Regions from separate parts of the Sus scrofa genome. Here region 2 is linked to region 1. Evidence: chromatin contacts called from public HiChIP or PLAC-seq data. All regions are on one chromosome and are shown on one strand. Each heading gives the region's core, a stretch centred on a gene start, on an enhancer-like site or on the middle of the called end of the contact. The rest is flanking DNA. Distances are from core to core; before and after follow the strand shown.

Evidence for each region. HiChIP or PLAC-seq counts read pairs in DNA pulled down with a chosen protein or histone mark.
Region 2: a contact with region 1 is called in an H3K27ac HiChIP or PLAC-seq map of skeletal muscle. The contact joins the enhancer-like site here to the promoter of PPARD in region 1. A contact is called at or near these places in 5 of 5 promoter capture datasets (fetal liver, fetal skeletal muscle, liver and 1 more), 12 of 47 Hi-C or Micro-C datasets (alveolar macrophages, embryonic fibroblasts, epiblast stem cells and 5 more) and 2 of 2 datasets of contacts at active chromatin or transcription factors (alveolar macrophages and skeletal muscle).

The regions. Positions count from the first base shown.
Region 1 is chr7:31,220,429-31,226,298 of Sscrofa11.1, reverse strand. It overlaps PPARD (peroxisome proliferator activated receptor delta), which reads right to left and starts at 3,757. Exons shown (of 8, transcript NM_214152.2): 1 at 3,628-3,757; 2 at 1-32.
Region 2 is chr7:31,257,962-31,263,954 of Sscrofa11.1, reverse strand. The region is part of intron 2 of PPARD (peroxisome proliferator activated receptor delta); the gene reads right to left. Among named protein-coding and RNA genes, the nearest start is that of PPARD, 38 kb to the right of the region's middle. Within about 2 kb of position 2,729, at least 18 of the 83 cell types and tissues checked have an H3K27ac peak or open chromatin away from gene starts, as enhancers often do. A contact at or near this core is called in alveolar macrophages, fetal liver, liver and 1 more, where this site is marked.

The DNA of each region.
Region 1 (5,870 bases), core at 2,508-5,007:
TACCACGTGCATACCCAAAACACCACGCGACGCTGCAGGATAGAAAGAAACCCAACAGCTTTAGCTGAGAGGTGCTAGGGGTCAGAAAAGCAGCTCTGATATGCTGTCATTAAACATGAGGGTTCCAAGAGGGCTCCTAAGGCAGCTGGTTCCTCCTCTGTCCCTCACCCCCCGCCCCCCAAGATGCTGTGATTCTGAGCCTGAGTCAGCAGATTTTTCTCAATCCTGGAAGTAGTCTGCTCACTTCCAAGTAAGCAGACACTGCCTTTGCTGATCCTACTGGGGTGGGGCGGAAGGAGCTGGCGAGGTGAGGAAGAAGCTGGGGCCCAACAAGCCCCAGGCGTGGCAGCTCATAAATGGAGACGCCCTGATTCATGCTTGATTCCTTGACCAAAGCCCGGTGGAGACAGAACTGAAGTCACACCCCAGTCACCAGCCTCTGAGCTCAGAAGGCCAAGAATCACATGCCAGGAAGAAGATCCACATATCCGAAACCTGATGCCAGAGGCCGCTTCCTCCCTGCCAGGCCCAAGCAAGTGCAGCTCTCCTGACAGGGCAGCATGCCACTGCTCCAGGGGCTCCTTTCTCGGGACCCAAAGGCACAGAAAGAGGGCCCCAGAGTTTAGCTTCCCAGCCCGCAGGTCACAGCTAGGAGGTGAGCCTTGGTGACAGAACGGAGTTGAAGCGTTTCCAAGCAACAGGTCCAGCCCCTCCTGAGAGGCCGCCCCACCCCAGGACGTGCCAGGAGTCGCAGGCCCTGAGGACAGCTTGCACAACAGCCAGGACAGCTGCATTCTATCCAAAGAGGCTTACTAGCTTCCCAGGCCAGCATCCAACAGGGGCCGTCCTCGCCCCAGGCCCTGGGGGACGGGGTCTGAGGAACCACAGGTAGGGCTGGCAGGCTGAGTGAGGGCAATTCTTCCCCCATGGGGTGATCTATCTCACAGCAAAGGAGGAGGAAAGCAGTGGTGGAGAGGCAAGGAGAAAGGCAGCCAAACAAAAGAGCAGTTCATTAAACTAAGGAGGTGACGGGCTACACCACCTACAAGGTTAGGTCGGGGGTCTGTCTGTTCACACCTTTGAAAAAGAGAGGCAGGCTGACCCCAGCCAGCTCTGCACAGGTCACCGAATGGTAATCGATAATGATGACGACCCACACAGGTGACGACCAGGTGGACAAACTGCAAGAAGCTATCCAGCCAGGGCTGCTGGTGCCCAAGCTGCTCCCCAAGGACCAGGCCTGACTGCCTCTCAAGCCCTTCTCACCTGCCACCTCGGGGGAGGGCTCTACCCAGGGGTCCCAGACAGAGCAGCAAACTGCCCAAAAGAGTCAGGTAAGTAAAGTCCCAAGGAGCCAAAGGCTGGACAACATTACCACCAAACACACAAGCCCGACTTCATCAGAATGACTCATTAAAGCCCCAGAGGGATGTTTTCCATTGGAACGGGGGAACCCTTTTGGTCCATTCTGCCCAAATCCCCCCCCCCAAGTGCTGCTGAGCAGAGGACCCCAAGGGTCAGTGCAGAGGGGGCTGGCTCAGCCATCCACGAGCCCCTTCCTTTCACAGAAAAGGGTCTGCACACAAGAGGATTCCAAAACTTTCAAGTCTGGCCTGGCCAGTTCAGTTGGCTCTCGACCACAGCTCCTGAAGGCTGCCAATTCTGAGTCCAGTTCTGGCTCAAAGACACAGAGCATGATCCTCAAAAGAGGAGACCTAGAAACCCAGAGCCGGGGAAACAACCGGCCTTCACTTGCAAACGTGAGAGTGGGTCATGCTTTCCGAATCCTCCAAGATCAGGACTGGGCAGAAACAGAGCACACGTTATTTCCTGAAGATCTCTCCAGGGGACCAACATCAAATAAAGGAGTTCAAGCTTTCGGCCCCCCAAGAAGGTTAAACATCCAGATGCACCACGAAGGTGGTGGGTTTTTCTAGCCCCAGAGAGGACCATCTCTGTGACTGGAGGCAACTCAAATTCCTGACATGTCCAACTAATGCAGCCCCACAACCTGCCCAGACAGATATTGACCTGACACCCTATGCTACGCCTGGGCAAAGGGAACACAACTTTAGTGGCAGTCTCCTGCTTGGAGTGACAGGCTATCAAGCTCCCAAGGAAAAACGGAGGGAGGAGAACCTTCAAGAGCACCTGCTCAGGGACTGACATTAGAAGCCCCGACACATTCAGTGGGTAAGAGATGGGCAAGAAGGAAAAGTCAGCAGGTAGTCTGAACCACCAACAATAAAAGGGACAAATAGCTGCCAGCCCCAGGGCCATCAGGCTGGCAATCTATTTCAAAACTCAAACAGGAAAAAAAAAAAAAAAAAATGTTCTGGAGCCAGTACAGAGGAAAAAGGTTGAAGACCACAGGCATTCTCTGGGGCATAGCTTCTGGAGACTTCTTTTAGCTCTTGGGATGGGGTACAGGGTGGAGGGTGGGAGTGAGGGCAGAGACAGGCTGGGGTATCATGACTTAAATGTATACAGTACATCCAGAGTGTAAAGCCACAAAGCCCTGCTTCCTGGAAGGGGAAAAGGGTTGGATAAGGCCTCCAGCTACCCCTGGCACAGGTCCAATTCAGCGGCCAGTCTCTCCTCAAGGGTTCCTGGAAGTCAACAGACCCATAAAGGGGAAGTACTAGAGCTGAGATTAGAAGAATGGTCTACAAATTGGACATGATCCTTGATGCAACGCCCCAGTAAATTCTCCCACACAGACATACCTGCTATTTACCGCTGACATTCAGTCTCTTACTTCAATCGCGGGCTGAACACCCCCGCCCCCAAACCATGACTCTCTCAACTGCAGGTCAAAGGAAAGCAAAGTTGTATTTGGAACTAATGCTTCTCCCAGAAGCAGAGGCAAAGAACTGGGAGGGAAGGGAGACGGGTGTCAGGAATGCAGGGGACAGGGCTAACTGGAAGGAAATCAGAGAATGAAGCAAAAACAGGGCCTCTGGGGGCAACCTGGGTAGGAGGGGCGTAGGTTGACTGGGATTGCAGACACCGGCTGAAAAAGCCTAATACCGCGAAGAAGACGACGGGGAGCTTAACACCAGGTAAGGAAAGGATAAGGATGGGAAAAGAGAGCAGACTGAGAGAGCAAGGATGGGACGACAAAGGCAGGATAACGAGGGGTCAGAGATGATCTCCGAGGACACCCTGGGTAGAGAGGGCGACTGATTTGGGTACCAGGTAAGGGATGAAGGAAGAGCCTGGAGGCAAGGGTGGGGAGTGGGAGAGGACCTCCAACCTGAGACCCAGCTCTCAGAACACAGAAGTGGGAGGAGACGGAGTAAGAGGCCCAAAGAGGGGACACAGAGTGCGGGGTGCGGGGGGGAGGACTGGGGGGAGGCCCGCGGTTCAGGCTTAAACAGGGATGGGCGTCCAAAGCCTGGGGGCACCGGGTCAGCAGAGCGGGGCGCCTGCAGAGCAACTAACGACCGTGGACCGGCGGGGGGCCGGAGGCAACAGGAAGCAGCTGTAGCTGGGTCCAAGGACCCCTGCGGCTCCCCTACCCCACAGCCCGCCGGGCCTTGCGCTCCAGCCCCGTTGCCCGCCTCAGCTCAGGCCTGCTGCTTCCCTCCGCTGCTTGCCTATCCACTTCCCCGGATCCAGACTGACCTGACTTGGCTGCCCCCCGCGCCACCGCCACCGTCCGGCAGGCTCCGCAGGGTCCTCCGGCCCCTGCCAAAACTTTTCCCATTAATCCCAGCTCCGCGGCGGCCGTGGCGTCACACGCTGCGCGGTCCAGCCCCGCCCCCGCCAGTCGACGTCATCGCGCAGCTCGTCCCCTCCCCTTTCCCCACGCCCCCTTCCGTCCGGACCGCGGCCAATTACCGAGCTTCTGGAGACTCCCCTGAATCACCACTCCGCCCACCGCACGCTGCCCTGGGTCCGCTTAGAGCGCCCTCTGGTGCGAGCCAGTGGCGCGGCTGCTGGGGGAGGAGCCGGGGAGGAAGCTCCAAGGCTAGTAAAACAGGTGTGGCAAATATCACAAAAGGGAATTTAAAGCTGGAAGGGAATTTAGAGATTATCTCGTACCATCTCCTCATCCTTCCAGTGAAGAAACAATCCCAGAGAAGCTACGTGACTTGCAGTGAGAAGCAATGCTGAGGCTAGAACCTGGATATCCAAATTGGGTATCCAGATTCTCCTGGAGGAAACTGTGCTGCCTATAATTTTCACAAAAGGGCTTCGCTCCCTCATGAGGCTTCTGCAACTAGAAATGTATGGTTCTGGACTTCTTACCTGTCTTCCTATTTATTTAATATGCTTGCTCGCCTAAATGGGGAACATCCTCCATACTGTTGTAGAAAATTATGTCCTCGATTTGGCGGGGTGGGGTGGCAGGTACAGCATGCGAAGTTCCCAGGCTGTGGATCAAATCGGAGATGCCGGGATCGAATTCACATCCTCCTGGATACTAGTCGTGTTCGTTTCCACTTAGCCACAAGGGAGACTCGCTATTCTTGCTTCTTAACGATGGTCTTTTGTTTTGGTTTGGTTTTGGGGAAGGGTTTTTTTGGTTGCACCTGCAGCATGCAACCCGGCCAGGGATGGAACCCAATCCACAGCAAGTGACCCAGGCTGCTGCAGTGACAACACCGGATCCCTAACCCACCGCTCCGCAAAGGAATGCCTGCTTCTTTTTTTTCTTCTCTACTTTTTGAAATGAATGTACACTACTTTTGTCATTCAGATGTTAACCTCCTTGCCTTTGATATTGAAGTAATGGTTTGTAGAAGCCAAAGCCTTCCCTAAGATTTCTGCAAATTTCTGGCAGCTTTCAATTCTAAATCTCTCTGTCTCCGGGGCTCCAGCTTCTGCCAGGCTGTTGCAGTCACACGGTTCAGAAATGTCCAAATGAAACTTAGCCCTTCCCGAGAACTGCCCACACCTCTTCCCACACAAAACATTCATGGGTAGAGAGTTTAGGATGCCCCCAGCCCTGGGGCATAGTCATATGATGCACTGCAAAGTTTATTTTTATTTGTTTGTTTTTTGTTTTTTAGGGCCACACCTGCGGCATATGGAAGTTCTTAGGTGAGGGGTCAAATCAGAGCTACAGCTGCTGGCCTGCGCCACAGCAATGCTGGATCCTTAACCCACTGAACAAGGCCAGGGATTGAACCTGCATCCTCTTGGATCCTAGTCGGGCTTGTTAACCGCTGAGCCATGAAGGGAACTCCTGCAAACAGTTTAAACTCACACTCCTGACATTCTTTTAAAGTTCTTTCTGTACCCTCCTTTGAGGTTTTATGACTGGCTCTTTACCCCTTAGGGCCTGGCCTTTTCCCAAATTATTACCTCTTCTCCCTGCCCCATCCTTCTCTCCTCTATCCCATCCTCTCTGGAGAAAAAAAACCCAAATTCTTCCAGCTTCCCATTCAGGAAGAGGCATTCTAACCATTTATCTTTTTTTTTTTTTTTTTTTCCTCTTTGGCTGCCCTGAGGCATATGGAGTTCCCAGGTCAGGGATTAGATCCAAGCCACAGCTGCAACCTACATGCAGCTATGACAACACTGGATTTTTTTTTTTTTTTTTTTTTTTTTAGGGCTGTACCCATGGCTAATGGAAATTCCCAGGCAAGGAGTCGAATCGGAGCTGGCAACACCAGATCCTTAACCCACTGAGCAAGGCCAGGGATCAAACCTGTGTCCTTGTGGATAGTAGTCAGGTTACTGCTGAGCCATGATGGGAACTCCAACACTGGATCCTTTTAACCCACTGTGCTGGGCTGGATATTGAACCTGCATCCTGGCACTGCAGAGATGCCACCAATCCTTTTGTACCACAGAGAGAACTCCCTAACCATATATGTTCATCTATCTTCATCGCTAGGGTTCCTGTCAACACTCATGCC
Region 2 (5,993 bases), core at 1,480-3,979, 39 kb before region 1:
CTACCCTACAACAGGCCCAAACTTCTGGTCACGGCCCTTCTTGCCCCAGGCTCTGCCTTGCTCCCCCGCCTTCTTCCTCACCTTTCCCCTGGGTCAAAGGCACCTGCTCCCACACACAGCCCCAGGCCTTGGCTATGTCCTTCCGGCCCGTCCCCTTGCTCACCTGCCCAGGCCCACGGTATCTTTGAGGAAGCCCCTCCTCTAGGAAGCCAGCCCTCCCTGGGCTTAGCTTCAGCGTCTCAGCCACGAAATGAGGCCATAGCCCCTGCCTGACGGGCTGGTGAGAGGACATGACAATGAACGTGCCTGGCAAGCTGTCAGGTATGATACAGACACAAAGTACTAGACGGCGGCCAGTGAGAAGCTGCCTTCGACTCTCAGCGGCTTCCCACCTTCTCGTGTCCACCCATCTCTAAGAGGCCCTTTGCCACTCTGGTCCTGCCTCTGTCACACACAGCGCGGGGGCACTGCCCCCACCTTGGGGAAGCCCCCTCCTCCAGGGCTCCACACTCTGCTGCTCCCTCTTACTTCCCCCGCCCTGAAGCCTCTCCTGTACACTCCTCCCAGCGTCTGCCTGTGGCCGGCTTCCCTGTTCACCGCCCAAACCACCCACGGGTGCTTTCACATTCTCACTGCATCTTCCATCTCTGGCCTGGACTTCTCTCCTACTGACTGTCTCAGCACCCCACAGAGGCCTTCCCCCAGGGCTCATGATACATCCAAGACGCAATCGGTGATCTTTGTGCCAGGCCTCAGGCATCCCTGACCCTTGTGGCCGGCAGAGTGCCTGGCAGGTGGCACGTGCTCAGTTCGTGTTTGCAGAGCTGATCACCGTGTGCCTCTTTCCGCTCCTGTCACCTTCCACCTGCAACTCCTCCAAGGCTCCTTGCCAGTGGGACACCACCCTGAGTCGCACAGGCTGAAAAGCCAGCACCACCGGTCTTTCCTCACGACCGGCTTTTCACCATCCACTGTGCACTTCCCCTGTGGCCGCTGCTGTCCTGGCTCAGGCCCTGCCGGCCCCTCACTAGACCTGCCTCCGGATACTCCCTTGCTCCAGGCCAGCCTCCCTACTCCTGCTGGTGACATTCTAAGCCCAGACATGATCTCTCACAGCCCTGCCTGCAAATCTCTGCAGCTCTCTGTGCCGAAAGCATAAAATTCCGTTCCTTGGATGTGGCAGCCAAGGCCTCCCGCCTTCTGGCCCCAACCTCCGTGGTAAAGCAGCCTGAATAACTGACATGTACCACGTGCCTCCTAATCCCCCTGATGATCAGGACTACAATTTGATAGAGGAGGAAACCAAGGACAGGAGGGTTAGGTAACTTATTCACGGTCATAGTCCAAGCTCTAGGGAGTGTACTGCGTCAGAACCAACAACCCTGTAATCCTCCAGTCTGCCCTCAAAGAGTAAATATTTAAGGAAGGGTTATGCCTTAAAAAAAAAATCTTGGGGGAGTTCCTCAAGATTTTTGTGGCTCAGTGGTTAATGAACCCAACTAGCATCCACGAGGATGCAGCTTCGGTCGATCCCTGGCCTTGCTCAGTGGGTTAAGGATCCGGCACTGCCGTGAGCTGTGGTGTAGGTCGCAGATACGGCCCGGATCCCGTGTTGCTGTGGCGTGAGCCAGCAGCTACTGCTCCGATTCCATCCCTAGCCTGGGAACCTCCACAGGCCATGGATATAGGCCTAAAAAGACAAAAGGAAAAAAAAAAAATTTGGCAGCAAACTTCCCTCAGGGAACTGAGTGAGAGGTGAAGAGGAAAGAGGGTAAGAGGTGTTCCTGAAATCGAAAGCAGACACTGTGGGCCCTATAAGTTATCCCTAAAATTCCCTTTTAGTTCCAAGAACTAAACGGTAATTAAACATTTAAGGAAATTTTATAGTAAATAGGAGCTATATTTTCTTTCTTTCTTTCTTCCTTCCTTCCTTCCTTCCTTCCTTCCTTCCCTCCCTCCCTCCCTCCCTTCTTTCTTTCTTTCTTTCTTTCTTTGCCACACGCTTGGCAGGCAGAAGTTCCTGGGTCAGGGATCGAACCTGTGCCATATGGCAGCGACCTGAGCTATAGCAGTGACCATACTGGATTCTTAACCTGCTGCCCCACTAGAGAACTCCTGTATTTTCTTTTTTTTGTTTTTTTTTTTTGTCTTTTGTCTTTTTGTTGTTGTTGTTGTTGTTGCTATTTCTTGGGCCGCTCCCGCGGCATATGGAGGTTCCCAGGCTAGGGGTCCAATCGGAGCTGTAGCCACCGGCCTACACCAGAGCCACAGCAACGCTGGATCCGAGCCGCGTCTGCAACCTACACCACAGCTCACGGCAACGCCGGATCCTTAACCCACTGAGCAAGGGCAGGGACCGAACCCGCAACCTCATGGTTCCTAGTCGGATTCGTTAACCACTGCGCCACGACGGGAACTCCTGTATTTTCTTTATATACAATTAGCTATGGCATCCTGAGATTCCTGATTAATCACTGTCCATAAGTCACTCAAACCTGTTTTACAGGACCTATTTTAAGGGAGAAGGATTTACTGCTCTAAGTTTCATTTTATGACAAGCTGCCAGGGACAGCACAGTGTAGCTGATGCCAGGGGCCGCCCAATGACGACCCCATCCCTGGAGTAGCACCTGCTGGCAGCGCCAAGGCACGTCCAGGAACAGGATGCACTCCTGCCATTGGCCTCCAGCTGCCTGCCGGTCTGGAACCTGGCTCTTCAAACAGGTGGCTCCCAGCCCAGAGGCTCCCACGGAGCGGCCAACCGCTGCCACTTCTTCAGGCTCTGGGGGCTGCGCTGGGGTCAGAACAAAGGAACACAAAGTGCCCCAAGGACAAGGATGATGATGATGATGATGACGTCAAAAGGGCGAGAGCAGAGGGGAGGGCACAGAAGACCTGAACAACAGAGAAGAGCCTGGTACGAAAAGCCCCAGGGGTAGCCCTGGTGCCCACGGGCTGTGGGTGAGGTGTGCTTCCTCCATTTTACCCCTCTTATCCTCACTCTGCACGGTACTTGTTCACTTAACTAAGTCTCCCCTCTGGAATGAGGACTCCTTGGCTGGTCCTAATAACTAGCAGACAGTAGGTGCTAAATTAATGCTCAGTGAGTAGTGGCAGATCTTGCCAACTGTTTATGCAATATCTACTTTCCTCTTTCCCCTTAGTTACAGAATCCCAATTTTATTTCAGGTGGCAGTGTGTCAGCTAAAAGGCATTTCGGCTTCCCTCGCAGCTGATGGAGGCCAGGGAGGGGAAGCAGGAGCCAGTAGGTGGGACTCCCAGCAAAGCCCCTTGAGAGGGAGACAGACAGCTAGCTCATGTCTTTTTTACTCTCCCTCAACTTCTTCCTGGAAACCTGACACGATGGCTGGAGTTCCAGCAGTCATCTTGGACCATGACGCAACCCTGGGGCTGGAAGCCATGCACTCAGAATGGAAAGCAGAGGGACTATACCTAGACTGTCTCCCCCAGATTTCTTTTAAAGACCTAACAGGGAATAAACTTCTAGTGGTTTAAGCCACTGCTATTTCTGGTCTCTGCTTACTAGCTGCCAAATGTACTTCCTAATGAATTCATGAATAAACCAGTTAAACTTGGTTTTCTTTTTTTCTTTGCTTTTTAGGGCTGTACCTGCAGCATATGGAGGTTCCCAGGTTACGGGTCCATTCGGAGCTACAGCTACTGGCCTATACCACAGCCACAGCAATGCCAGATCCGAGCTGAGTCTGCAACCCACACCACATCTCACGGCAATGCCGGATCCTTAACCCACTGAGCGGTGCCAGGGACTGAACCCGCAACCTAATGGTTCCTAGTTGGATTTGTTTTCGCTGTGCCACAATGGGAACTCCTAAACTTGGTTTTCTTAAATGACTCATTGCTGACTTGCAGTTCAAAGGCCAGTCACCACCTCTAACCTCTGGTCCTTGTCATATAATGATAACTTTCCATTAATTATGGACATCAGGAAGATAGAAGCAACACAAGGAAGAGGTAGGACAAGGTGGAAAAGCAAGAGGATGAAGGTGATGAGGGATGGCAGCAGGAGGGGAAGCAGGAAAATGCGGGGCAGAGAAGAGGGGATGTTGGGAGAAGGCAGGGTAGGAAGAGAGGACAAAGGGTGCCTGAGCAAAGGCGGGGCGGTGAGGGGCAGGTGGAGGCCATGTAGAGATGGGTGGGGAAAGAAGGGAAAGGGGATGGAGTCGAGGTGTCCTCTGGCAGCAGCCACCATCTAGAGAGCACTCGCTGTGGACCAGACCCAGTGCCCAGCACTCTGTGCCATTCTCTCTAAGCCTCATCCTCCTGAGCTAAGTATGACCGTGCCCACTTTACAAATGAAGTATCTGTGGTTCTCACATAGTAAATAACTTTCCCTGAGTCACTGAAAATGGTAGAGGCAGAAGACTTTCTTGAAGTAGCCTTAAAAGAGAGGGAAGGGGGGACAGCATCCTTTCCTCTCTCTTTCTCTGTCCTGCTGCCTGAGATGGGGGTGTGATAGCTGAATCCATGGCAGCCATTTTGGACAATGGGAATCAGAGACCCTAATGATAAAGCAGGGAATGGAAGGAGCGTGTGGCCTTTATGACCTATTAGAGCTTCCAAAACTACCTAAGAGTACAGATCACCTCGGCCACTTGGAGTCCCCATCCAGAAACCCATCCATAACTGCCTAAGATCTCAATTTGCTCTACTTTCCTTGAGTTTTCAGTAGCAGAGCCAAGACCCACTCCTGGAGAGCCTGACTCGGCAATCACTTTGAGATGCACTCTCCTAGAAAAATGGAGTCAGACTAGAAAAGGCAAAGAAATGACCCGAGAGTCCACAAGAAAAATCCGGATACCAAAACCCAGCAAGTGAACTGCCCCTGGGAAAGTCTGGAGATCAGCAAGTGACACTGTAGAGTTAACTTGTCATTATTCAAAGAAACAGAAGAAAGGAGTCCTTCAAGACGCATCCAGGGCCATTCTCAGAAACAGAAAAAGTGTCCGAGGAATCTCAGACCAGTCTATAATGGTGCCAGCAAATCATCCAAGAAAAAATAAACTGATGCTCAAACCTCAGAAAGAGAAGAGCTCCTTTTGAGCAATGGCATCAGGCTGTCGAAGGGGCAGCTGTGCACACAGCAGCATCACACGAAACGACCGTCTTACACAGCTGGCTATAGCTTCCTGAGAGCAGGCCCTCCTCGCTGAGGAGGGGACAGTGTCATTATTATTCTGGTACCTTTGGCGGCGGCAGCCAGCACAGTAGTGAACACCCAGAGTCGCCAAGAGAGAACTACAGGGAATCCTGCGTGTTGGCCCAAGCTCTCTGCCAAACCCTGGCCCCGCGCCTACCTCTTAGGTGAAGTGAATCCTGAAATCCTCGCCAAGGGGCCAGGGAGTCAGGGCTGTCATTGTGGATGCCCCCATTAGACTCCTGCCTGGCAGACACCCTCTGGGGATCTTCTAGGATCACCTTCCCTTCTCTTCTGAGATGATTCCCGTGAGAATCCCAAGAGTCCAGAGAGTTCAGGCAAAGCTGAGGAGGGGTGGTACAGGCCCTGTTTAGCTCTGCACAGGCCTGTCCAATCCATCCTTTTTTGCTGCTGAAATCCCAGTAGAGCAGAAACCTTGACGGGCTGGTTGGCTGGGCAGTCGCGGGCGTGGGTGACACTTAACTCTACATGCTGGCTACTGAACTCTCACACCCTCGTCTCCTTTAAGGCCCTTGATACACGGAACCAGCCACTTCTAAAGCAACTGTCCCTTCAGAAGTGCAGCCTTTTTCTGGAGTTCCCGTCGTGGCGCAGTGGTTAACGAATCCGACTAGGAACCATGAGGTTGCGGGTTCAGTCCCTGCCCTTGCTCAGTGGGTTAAGGATCCGGCGTTGCCGTGAGATGTGGTGTAGGTTGCAGACGCGACTCGGATCCCGTGTTGGTGTGGCTCTGGTGTAGGCCGATGTCTACAGCTCCGACTGGACCCCTAGCCTGGGAATCTCCATATGCCGCGGGA